Regions from separate parts of the Anas platyrhynchos genome. Here region 1 is linked to region 2. Evidence: chromatin contacts called from public Hi-C data. All regions are on one chromosome and are shown on one strand. Each heading gives the region's core, a stretch centred on a gene start, on an enhancer-like site or on the middle of the called end of the contact. The rest is flanking DNA. Distances are from core to core; before and after follow the strand shown.

Evidence for each region. Hi-C and Micro-C count contacts between places; a contact is called where the count stands out from the background.
Region 1: a contact with region 2 is called in a Hi-C map of small yellow follicle, with 7 times the contacts expected there. The contact joins the promoter of DOCK5 here to the enhancer-like site in region 2. A contact is called at or near these places in 5 of 8 Hi-C or Micro-C datasets (F1 follicle, liver, skeletal muscle and 2 more).

What each region holds. Positions count from the first base shown.
Region 1 is chr23:2,597,815-2,602,623 of IASCAAS_PekinDuck_T2T, reverse strand. DOCK5 (dedicator of cytokinesis 5) reads right to left here and starts at 1,578. Exons shown (of 57, transcript XM_038167006.2): 1 at 1,456-1,578.
Region 2 is chr23:2,479,185-2,484,622 of IASCAAS_PekinDuck_T2T, reverse strand. The region is part of intron 2 of LOC119713503 (a long non-coding RNA gene); the gene reads left to right. Among named protein-coding and RNA genes, the nearest start is that of NEFM, 95 kb to the left of the region's middle. Within about 2 kb of position 3,677, at least 2 of the 8 cell types and tissues checked have an H3K27ac peak or open chromatin away from gene starts, as enhancers often do. A contact at or near this core is called in small yellow follicle, where this site is marked.

The sequences.
Region 1 (4,809 bases), core at 329-2,828, 120 kb before region 2:
ACTGTATTCATCAAATATTATTGTTGCTCTCTAGAGGAACGGGAAGATCTATTATCAAAGAAGTAGATTCAGCCACACTTTATGGTGGCTATAGCTTTTTTAAAAAAAAAAAAATAAATTATAAAGCAGTGTCTGCCTTTGGTTGGGACCCAGAAGGGGGGAAAAAAAGCGACAGAGAGAGAAAGGGCTGGAGATAAAGAGGCTGCGTTGTCTCCATCAGTCTCACTGCGGGTGCCTAGGAAAGCCTGGAGGTTGAGAGAGGAGCAGGCGCTGCAGGAGTGACTCAGCAGCCTCCTGCGGCAGAGGGGAGCTGGCAGCAGCCACCGCCCTTCCCCGGCTGCCAGCTCCAGGCCTGCCTGTCCCTGTAAAGCCATCGCTGCAGGAGAAAGCTGCAGCCAAGCCAGAGCCACTCACACAGAGAGCTGGTCTCCTCCTGTCCAGAAATCCCCCTGCAAATAATTACAAAGAGCCACAGCTCTCTCCGTTGCCTCCCCAGGGTCTGCTCCAGGGAGAACAGCAAAGCTGCCCCCAGCCCGTTATCTCCCCACCGCAGCCAGAAGCTGCTCTGCTCCCTCGGAGCTGCAGAAAAGCCATTAACTCCCACTGCCACGCTCACCTCCCACTCCCTGGGAGCAGCTGATGCCTCCTCTCCTACACCCCATCTCCCACATGGCTGTACCCCAATGCCTTTACCACCTCGCACGGGATAGAAAAGGCACAGCAGGGCCACCAAGCACTGCACGTCCAGCCCCACACACCTCCTGCTGCTCTCCTGCAGGAGGCACCTAAAGGTGCAGGTGGGAAAAGATTCACAAGCTGCATTTGTCACCCAAAAATCGCTCTGTGTGCAAGGCTGGTTGCAGACGGAGAATTTAATCCCCCTCCACGCAGACTGGAGTTGGAAACTGGGCTCTTCCCACCCCCACGGGGGACATAGTTTCTGTTCCTGCAATCTGGACTCGGTGGGAGAAGCACTCGGTGTCCACAAACACTGCCTCGAACGCTTGGCAGAGGCTGTGGGAGGCAAGGGAGAAGAGACCCACAGTTGTACAGAGCCCACTCACTCACTTCTCAGCCCTTTGCTCAGTTTCTGCTTGGTCCGTCCTGATTTCCTACCTGTTGGCAACCCAACTCTCTATTCCTGACTTAACACCTCCCTCTTACGTGTTGTCTGTTTACTCCTCTCCCCAAAAATGAACATTTTCTGTCTGCTCCCCCCAGTTTCACCTGTACCTCCTCTCGGGCACTCAGAGAAGAACACCTTCCCCGGGCTAAAACTGTTCTGATCCCACGGATACTCCCATCGCCCCATTTTTCTGCATCATTTTTAGCTCCTCTGGAGAAGAATTTGATGCAGTATCAATCACAAACACTAGCTCTTGGGGTGAGGTCTGGCTGTGATAAGGCCACCAAAAACTTCTGTTAACTATAGGGAAGTTGGTGCAGAGCACTCACCGCTCCTGGATAAGAAAGAGGCTTGCCCTCTGCATTTTTTTTTCTTGCTTTTAGCAGTTACACTTCTGTCCAGAGGGAGCCTGGGACATGGTAGCTCCTCCTCTATGCGGGACTCTCCTCCTCTCTCCCTCCCTTCTCCTCCTGGAAAGTTGCTGCAGTGCTGAACTTTTGCCAGGAACCGGACCTGCTGCAGAAGCAGCAGCTTCCCAGAGGGTGGAGAGAAGAGGCAGCCTGAGCAATGCTTTGTCAAAGCAGCACTTGACAGCAGCCACTCAGACGATCACTTCTCCCTCTTCCTTCCCTTCCCTGCTTTTAGCAGGGCTCTAGCAATAAATTCCTGGTACAGGCGGCAGTGCCAGGTCCTGCCTCCACACCCCTGCAGTGACAGGCAGAGGACACTGCCAAGGGTTAACGCTCCTTCCTTTTTCATCTGCAGAAATGGTAAAATCCCCTTTCGTCCCATCCTCCCCTGAGAACACTGAAAAACTTTGCTTAAGTTCCCCTTGGGCTGCAGCTACCTCTGCTGTCCCTGACACAGCAATCCCAGGCCCTTTATTTCACCTCACGCTGGCAGATTCCTTGAGAAGTCCAGGAAAAATGTTTCAACTTCCTTTCTGCCCTCTCCTCTCCCCCTAAATTGCAGCTCCACGGGGGTGAGTTCCCGACAGGAGGCGCTGACAGGGTGCACAGAGCTTCAAAGGCTCCAGTCTGCCCCCAGGGAGCTGTGAATTCCAAATTAACCCTTCCTTTGGGCCTTTTCCTTCCTCACTGTGCACAGCACTTCTCAGTCCAGCGCGGGTTGCTCCCAAGCGTGACAAGCCTCCTGAAGGAATGATTTAGGTCAGATTATCTGGATAGTAACTCTGCCCCTCAAGGCAAGCCCTAGATGCAGCTTAACAGCCTTGGCCAGCCTAAATGAAATCTGCAATGCGTTCTTTTTTCTGAGCACACCAGCAGCAAGCCCTGGGGAGCACTGAACTCGGTAGGTCGCCTCCTGTCTCACTCAGGCTTCAGTGCTGGAAGAAATAACTCCTCCTTTCCTCCCCCTCACTCATCCCACACACATCCCCAAGATGCACCTTCACCTCCCCGACCGTGCTGAGCCTACAAAGCCGTCAGCTTTCTAATGGCTGCAGGAGCAGCTGCACCAGGGCTGTGAGCTGGCAGAATGGCTTCTCTTTTCTGCAGACACACAGCATCAGCCAGCTCTCTCAACATCTGATCTCCAGGACTACTGGTCTTAAACCCAAGCCTCAGATGCTCCCAGATTTAAAGGCTGTATTAGTTACAGGAACAACCCAGCTTGTGCTGCTTCTTTCCTCAAGCTTACTGGAAATGCTGCCATGCTCACAAGTCATTTTAACAAATGAAACAGAGGACACAGCCCAGCCTTACAGGGAGATACATGCCCCTGACTTTGATCTAACGGCAGCAGATGTGGATACTGCGACTCTTTCCTCTTAGCTCTCTTCACATACACACTCCAAAGATTAAAAACAAGTTGCTTGTAGCCACTATTGAAGTTAAAAAAGAAGAATTAATGAAAAACTGCTTTCCATCTTGAATATACAATGGGTATTAAAAACAACTATGTATCTTTTCCCGAAATCATAAAAAGTAGCTTGGAACCTTTTCCCCAGTACTTCAAAGCAGAAGTACATCTTAGAGCTTGTACAGATTTCTTTAGTGAAATGATGACAAACCATTATCTTAATGGATCAAGAAGTGCTACTTTTATGCCTTATTTTTATTAATATTGCTGCACATTGTAGAGGTCCACAAATACACTAGATATTGTATGTACATAAATTTGGACAGAGTGCCTGCTATTGAGCACTTGCAATGTAATTAGGCAAGCACGAGCTGGGAAGGAAGAATGGTAGCTGGAAATTTGAGGCATGGAAGATGAATTCTAAGCTGTTGTTTTCCAGAACAAAGGGGCTGTAAATATTCAGGAGTAGCACCTGATTTCTTGATGACTACCCAAAGAACTTTAAATCTGGGTACAACCAATTTTGTCATATCTTGTAGCCCGTGAACGTAAAGGAAACATTTCCCAACAACACGGTAAAAGCAGGTCCAGGAGGGATTATTCGTCTAAATAGTGACAGCATGTAACTTACACCACTTCTGAAGTGCCACTGAAAGGTGCCACTCTCCTTAATGTCAGAGGAGTTGGTGCAGTAACGCAGAGGTTAACTGTTACCATTCCATCTTGTGTTAATCACAGGCTTGACTAGCTCCTGCTGGTGCTGAAAAGAACAGAAAAATGTATCTTTGGGCAGATGAAATAAGCACATCTCCCTGCTTAGGACTGACTCATCAGAGCAGGGTAACTAATATCTGATTGTACATCCACAGCACCTCAGCTTCTGGAGGCTGCTTAGAAAATGTGCTGAACGAGAACATCCCCCAGACACTGTGGCTGTGCCTGTTTATCAGTCAGGCTCTGAGACGTGCCAACTGGCTCTCAATTTCCTACTACAGCAAGGCAACAGGCAATTTTTAATTGAAAGCTCCTCTCCCCAGCTAAACAAGTCCAGTATTCACAGCCTCAAAGCCTCTGCTAACCTGGTAACGTGGCATTCAGTTTTACTCTTCTGCTGGCATCCCCTGCTATAAATGACTGATGTTGGGATAAGAAAAGTACTAAACGTTGTATATGGGATTCAGTTCTCAAACAACCACAGTCTCATAAATATTTTAGATGCCCAGCACCACTTCGGCTCAACAACAATGTTCTCGAGTCTGATTTAGTAAATGTGCCAACCCTAGAAATTTCAAAAGTTATTCTGTCCTTGTGCCCAGAGGTCAGAAAATACCTTTACCAATTGAGAATTTCCAAGAATTCCGGTTCAAAACACAGAACTGCCTGGATTTATACTGCATAACCCGATACAGGTATAGCAACTCAAGACCAAGTGCTTGGTTTGACAGCTTAGTGAATTACAGACTTGACAAGAGGTTGTAGGAAAGGGTCCTCTTCTGGTCATTTCTTGCTCGAGGTTCATTTCACCATTTTGATACCCATCTTACCAGAAAAAGAGTGCTCTTCAAGAGCATAAAACCATTACATTGATATGGTCAAAGAGCTCGAACCAGCTCTCAGCTGTCCCAAAGGTCACTCCATCTGAACTCAGGCAGGAACCAGGAGGCAATGAGAATCCACCCATAAAACTCTTCGCTGCAAGCAGCTTTTATGCCGCTACCCAGCTGTACTGTTCTGAACTGCAGACTGCTGTGCTGAAAGGCGAAACGTGACCTTTCGTGTTTGCTTTCAGTATTTGAAATACACTTGTTTAGCTTCACAAACATCCTCTTATAGATTCTACCAACAGAAGTAGATAAATGTAA
Region 2 (5,438 bases), core at 2,428-4,927:
GTGAGGGGAAGTAACTTTTTGATGCAGCCGTCCTTGCCATATAACTCACGTAGCCATTCCTAGAAGTCCTTGGAGCCACGAATTGTACATCAGTCTGTTGGTGAGTGGTAGTTTGCGGGCTTGGAAGCTCATTGTAATGTGTGTACTGAGGTTGGGTATTCAAAAGTATCTAAATATTTAACTTCCATGTTCATCTAAATAGTGTTGATTTGGGTTTTATAAGACTCGTGCTATTTTTGTAGCTGAAATAGGTTCTACTGTTTGTAGAATAACCCCCCTTCCTTCCCCACAGCCTTTGAATTATTTATTTCATTTTGCATGTCCTTTCAAAATCCTTTCTAAAGAGGCTTTTTGAATGTATTTACTTTTCAGGAGTCTGTCTCCACCTGTGTTTAATAAAAATTTACTCTCTGTCCTTGCTGACTACATTAAGCGGTCTAGGGTGATGGACTTTTTAATAAAGTGAATATAGGAGACAGATTTGATAAAAGACTTGCCACATGTAATGATGTTTAATGAAAATAAAAGCTTTTGGTTTTGGTGTCCTGCCCATTAACTTAAGTGTGATTATATTTATTGTCTGTCAGGCAGCTCGACGCAAGCTCAGTCAGAAAATGAAATTTTAGTGTTACAGTATAAATAGAAAACAGGAGCGTTTGTGAAGGTCACGTTAAATCTATGAAAGCGTTGCCACTGACCTCTGCAGAGATCGAACTGGGATGCAAATATTGCCAGGGAAGCAGTAAGAGTAATGTTACAGATGTTTCTGGTTATGGTTGAAGTTGTATGTGTGGTGTCTAACAGCATCCTTATCGCTTTCCCTGATGGCACAGTTGGAGGACCTTTGTCAATAGAAGGGAAAAAAAAAAAGGCAAAATCAGTGATGCTATAACAAATGAATGTTTCTTATCTAAGTATGTGCTCAAAATTAAATATAAAGATTGAAGGGAGCTGTTTACATTGCAGTCCTTGTACCCTGCGCAAAACACTTTGCCCCAACCTGAGGAATGTGGCACAAGGACACCGAGTTTGTGCTTTAATGCCAGATCTCATACCTCTGCTTCCCTGTTCGTAATGCGGAAGCAAATCTGTCTTAAAAAGCTTCTAGAGATGGTTGGCAAAGCATAAAAGATTCAGGGAATGTAGTTTTTTAAAAATTCACTGAAAAAATATTTAGAGCTTTCCATCTGATGTAATAAAAAGTGATTATTTCATGGAGGGTAGAAGAGGTTGGTTTTATTCTTTTTCCCTCTTCTCCTTTCTTTTCTTTGTGTAAAATAAATTAAAAAATCAGGACTATAAATACCAAGGAAAGGGAAATAAAGAAGCCTGGAACATGGAGTGAAACTACTTTCATTCCTTCTTCAAAATAATAAAATTCTGGAAAGGTTTATTAAAAAAAAACAAAAAACAAAAAACAACAACAACAACAAAATTTTGAAGATTGACACCTTTTTTTTTTTTTTTACTTTTTAAAAATCCATGGCCCCATTAATTTCAGAAATACCACAGGGTGAAGTACAGTTTGTCCAGCTGAGCATAGTGATCCAAGTCATACATGCAAGGGAAAAATTAGTAAAGAAAACTACCTCTTTGTTGTTTGTTTTTTTTTGAAGTTTAATTACTATTTCAGCTGCTCAGCAGTTTTAGAACTGTTTATAGGTTTTATTCCATATCTGATTTACCTGAAAAACAATGTAAAATAAATTCTGCTCAAGGGTTTTTCTAAATGTCATGTGCAACACACACCAGGCTCTGCTGGCTATCTATCAAAGGATTGCCTGGAAGAGATATTAGATGACTACAAAGGTTGGTGTTAAAAGATTGATTAATAATTGTGATGGAAAGAAATAAGTTGGCCCCAAAACATTGTGATACATATATATAAAATTGTAATAGCTCCATGTTATGTTAAATATTTTCTAAATGAATATCTTCTCTACATGTAGATGGCATTAAATGGCCAGTGTTCTGCACTCGTATGCATGTTTCTATCTGGTTTAGATCATAGAATGATTTATATACGTGTCTTTAGCACTTATAGATGTTTATGTAGCAGTTTACATGTGCCTTTACATACCGAGTATTCTTTGTATGAGCACAGTATTCTTCTCATGCTTTCCATGTATTCTTAAAGACTACAACTCTCCTCCTTTGTTCCTGTCTCCTTCCAAGCCTGGGCGTATGCAGCCCTCTCCAGAACACAGTGATACTCATAAATAATAAGAGCAGCACTCATGATTTATTCCATGAGCTGATGGCAGTGAGTGTCTCTGTGAATGCAGACCTGGGGGGGGGGAAACTGGCTGGGACCATGGGGCAGGATGAGGCTCCATGCAGCAGTGCTGGGCTGTACAGGAAAAGGTGCTTCTCATGGGGAGCTTGTGCAATGAGGGGCTGGCTCCTGGCACCCCGTTTTGGGGAATGCAGCAGCTTGCAGGGAGCCCTGTGCTGTTCCAGGTCAGTTTTTGTCCATTGGCTTAAACCTCTCTTGTGTGCAGGGAGGGCACAGCCCAGTGCTGGGGGCTCCAGGGAGCAGTCAGAGGTTGAGTCCTGCACGTGGGGATGAAAATTTGCTAGGAGACAGTTGAGTGATAGCCTCTCTTTTGTGGCTAACATTTTCAGATAAGATGGGTTGAGTCAAAGCTTCACAGCAGCCCTGCTCCAGGTTTGGGTGGATTCACAAAGCACGCCCTGGCTGAAGGTGCTGGGATGTGCCATTAGCAGCAACGGCGGCTTGCAGGGAAGTGAGCAGCTATAGCAGTTCCAGCCAGGGTCTTGTTTCTTCCCAGGCTCACAGAGACAGGACACGCTGCACCACCCACGCTTTGCAGCAGGGTCGAGCACCAGCAGCTCTCACTTCACGGGGAAAAGGGTGGTCCAAATCCCAGCTTTTGCAAAACCTCCCACTATCTGCCTTCTGCTGCAGCTGCTGGGGTATGGTTTGCACGAACACAGTTTGCTAAACATGTCAAAATCAATCTGAGGGAAAGATGCTACACAACTTCGAGATGGTTTCCTCTACCCGGGATTGTATCCTCTCTTTCCTAACAAAACGTGGTGTATAAATTCAGCGGGCCAAATATATCCACCATTTTTTCACTTTGAGTAACACTTTCTACCAGGTTTATTCTTGGTGTAAAAAATGCAACTGCTGGTCCAATATTTATTTATTTTTTTTAATACTGGAGCTTCTCCTTTCCTCCCCCACACCACGGGGTACTCTGGAGATGCTCAGAATTTGCACGTGGATACCTGCTTTTTCTTCCACTTTATGTTGGGCATAATTTAGCATATATCTTAAACATCCATGCTGCTCGGCACGTTTTAAATAAGTAATGAGAAGGCACTACTCTTCTGATTGCAGCCCTCCTAATGATGGCAGTGATTGAGTAAATGACTCTAACCCTGTGTCAGGATGGCTTTTAAGGCAAGGAAATGGTAACATGAATAAGGAATAAGTGTAAAATCAGGAATATAATCATTCAAGGGAAACAAAAAACATTATGGTGGTATGAATTAGCTCTTGCTTGTTACTGACATAGAGGTCTTGCGTTTCCACTCTGGTTAAATTCAAAGAGTTTGGGGTCAGCTCTTATCAGTGAGAGGGGGAAGTCTGCTGATTTACAATGTCTAGACAGCTGCCCAGAGGTGCTGATAAGCGCAGAACGAGGCCCATTCCGTCCTCTTCTCTATGCTTTGTCTGCCTTGTGACTTGTGCTGCTCAGCCCCACAATTTGGGAGGACACGCTGGGTGTCAGCACCAGCCAAGCCGTGGTGGTTGAGCCCCAAAATCGCCCTGTGAGGCTGAGCTAACCCAGGTTCCCTGCGTGGTGCACCCAGAGCAGCTGCTGCACGCCCCAAAACCTGGAATCCATCACTCTCCCATCCTAGTGCCTGCGGGACAAAGCCTGTTATTTTAACTCACTTGTTTGAGACGAGAAAGGAGCAATTCTAGCAGGCTATCTAAGGTTCCCTGTCCTCGTTTATGGATCTCTTCCTGCCTGCACTCTGCTGTGGATCATTAATATTTCAGGTTTATTTTCCATTCGGCTGTGTGCCTGCCGCACACAGCTGATTCTAGCATGAAAAATTCACCGTGAATTACAGCTCTCTGGAGGTCTGGTGATTGCCAGATGATTCAGGCTTGAGGTCCCCACTGCATTTTCTGCCTCTCCCTCACCCTTTTTGGGCACTGGGGTGCTGCAGCGTGCCTGGACCTAGGCAGAGTTATTTGTTATCCTTCTCAGGGCTTCACCAGAGGAATTCTTAAACAAAGATCTCTCCCGGCAGAGTGGTGTGTCAGTAAATTGTGTGTTAGGTGGTCACATCAGTGGTTTTTGATATACACCTTAGCATGGTTACTGCAAGCCATTCTTTTTCTAGGGAAGATCAACACAGAGCCTTTTGCATGTGCTACAGCAAACACCTGGAAAAAAAGAGGAGAGGGGATCCCAAAAGGCATGCGGACACAGCATGAAAGTTTAGATACCTGGTCCCAGCAGGTTCAGCCCAAAATGGAGCTGGGCATCCCCTCCGCAGCCCATGGGGGTGAGTGAGGGCCTGAGTTTGGAGAGGAAAGAGGAGGTGGTGTCCTCATTTCGAACACGTGGAGCTGAAGCACAGGGAACTTCAGGCTGGAATTGAGTTTCCAGGTGAGTGAGCTTGATGGACTGGGTGTATAGGAGATGCTAAACTCTTCTGAAAAGCCAGCCCTCGACTGCAGCTGCTAAGTGCCAAGAAATCTGACCGCTGGCATGGGAGCCAGTCCCTCAGCACCTCTGGAGAGTCACAGAGGGAGCGGTGCCTTAAAATCTGGTTGTAAGCTACATGAGCGGTGTCACGCTGGCAGTGGGGTTTTTCGTGCTGTGCTCAGGTGTGTGTAACAAGAAAGAAGGCATCAAGGCATCGTATGCAGTGTGAGAGCTGTGGACTCAGATGCCCGCAGCCAAGTATGTAGGAGCTCAGTCGGCATCTCTGCAGGGGGGGAATCTTATTCATCTGTTCCAGCACCTTGACTGGGAGACTGCGCTGTGCTTTTTCAGTTTTCTTGTCTGTTCAAGTCATCCCGTGGGTCTTCTACTGTTGTGAAGCCTTATCACGGAAGAGGGCTGGGTAGCGTGTTTTTTTTTTTTGTTGTTTTTTTTTTTTTTTTGAGGAGCTAATTTATAAAACATGTTTAGCAATTCGTCCCAGCACTTTAACGGGAAGTACCCGCTGATGGGATTCGGGGACATGTCCGTGACAGCTGCAAATTGACATGGAAAATACATTACTCTAGTGCACTTAAGGACTTGAAAAGATAGTTTCAGTGCATGGTAGGACAGTTGTTTTCTCTCTACATGCGTGGACGGATGTAAGAGACCTTTTCTGTATTTGCAGCACAAAGTAAGCACACCCAGACTTTCCTCACCTGTACTGGGGCTTGCTGGAAAAAT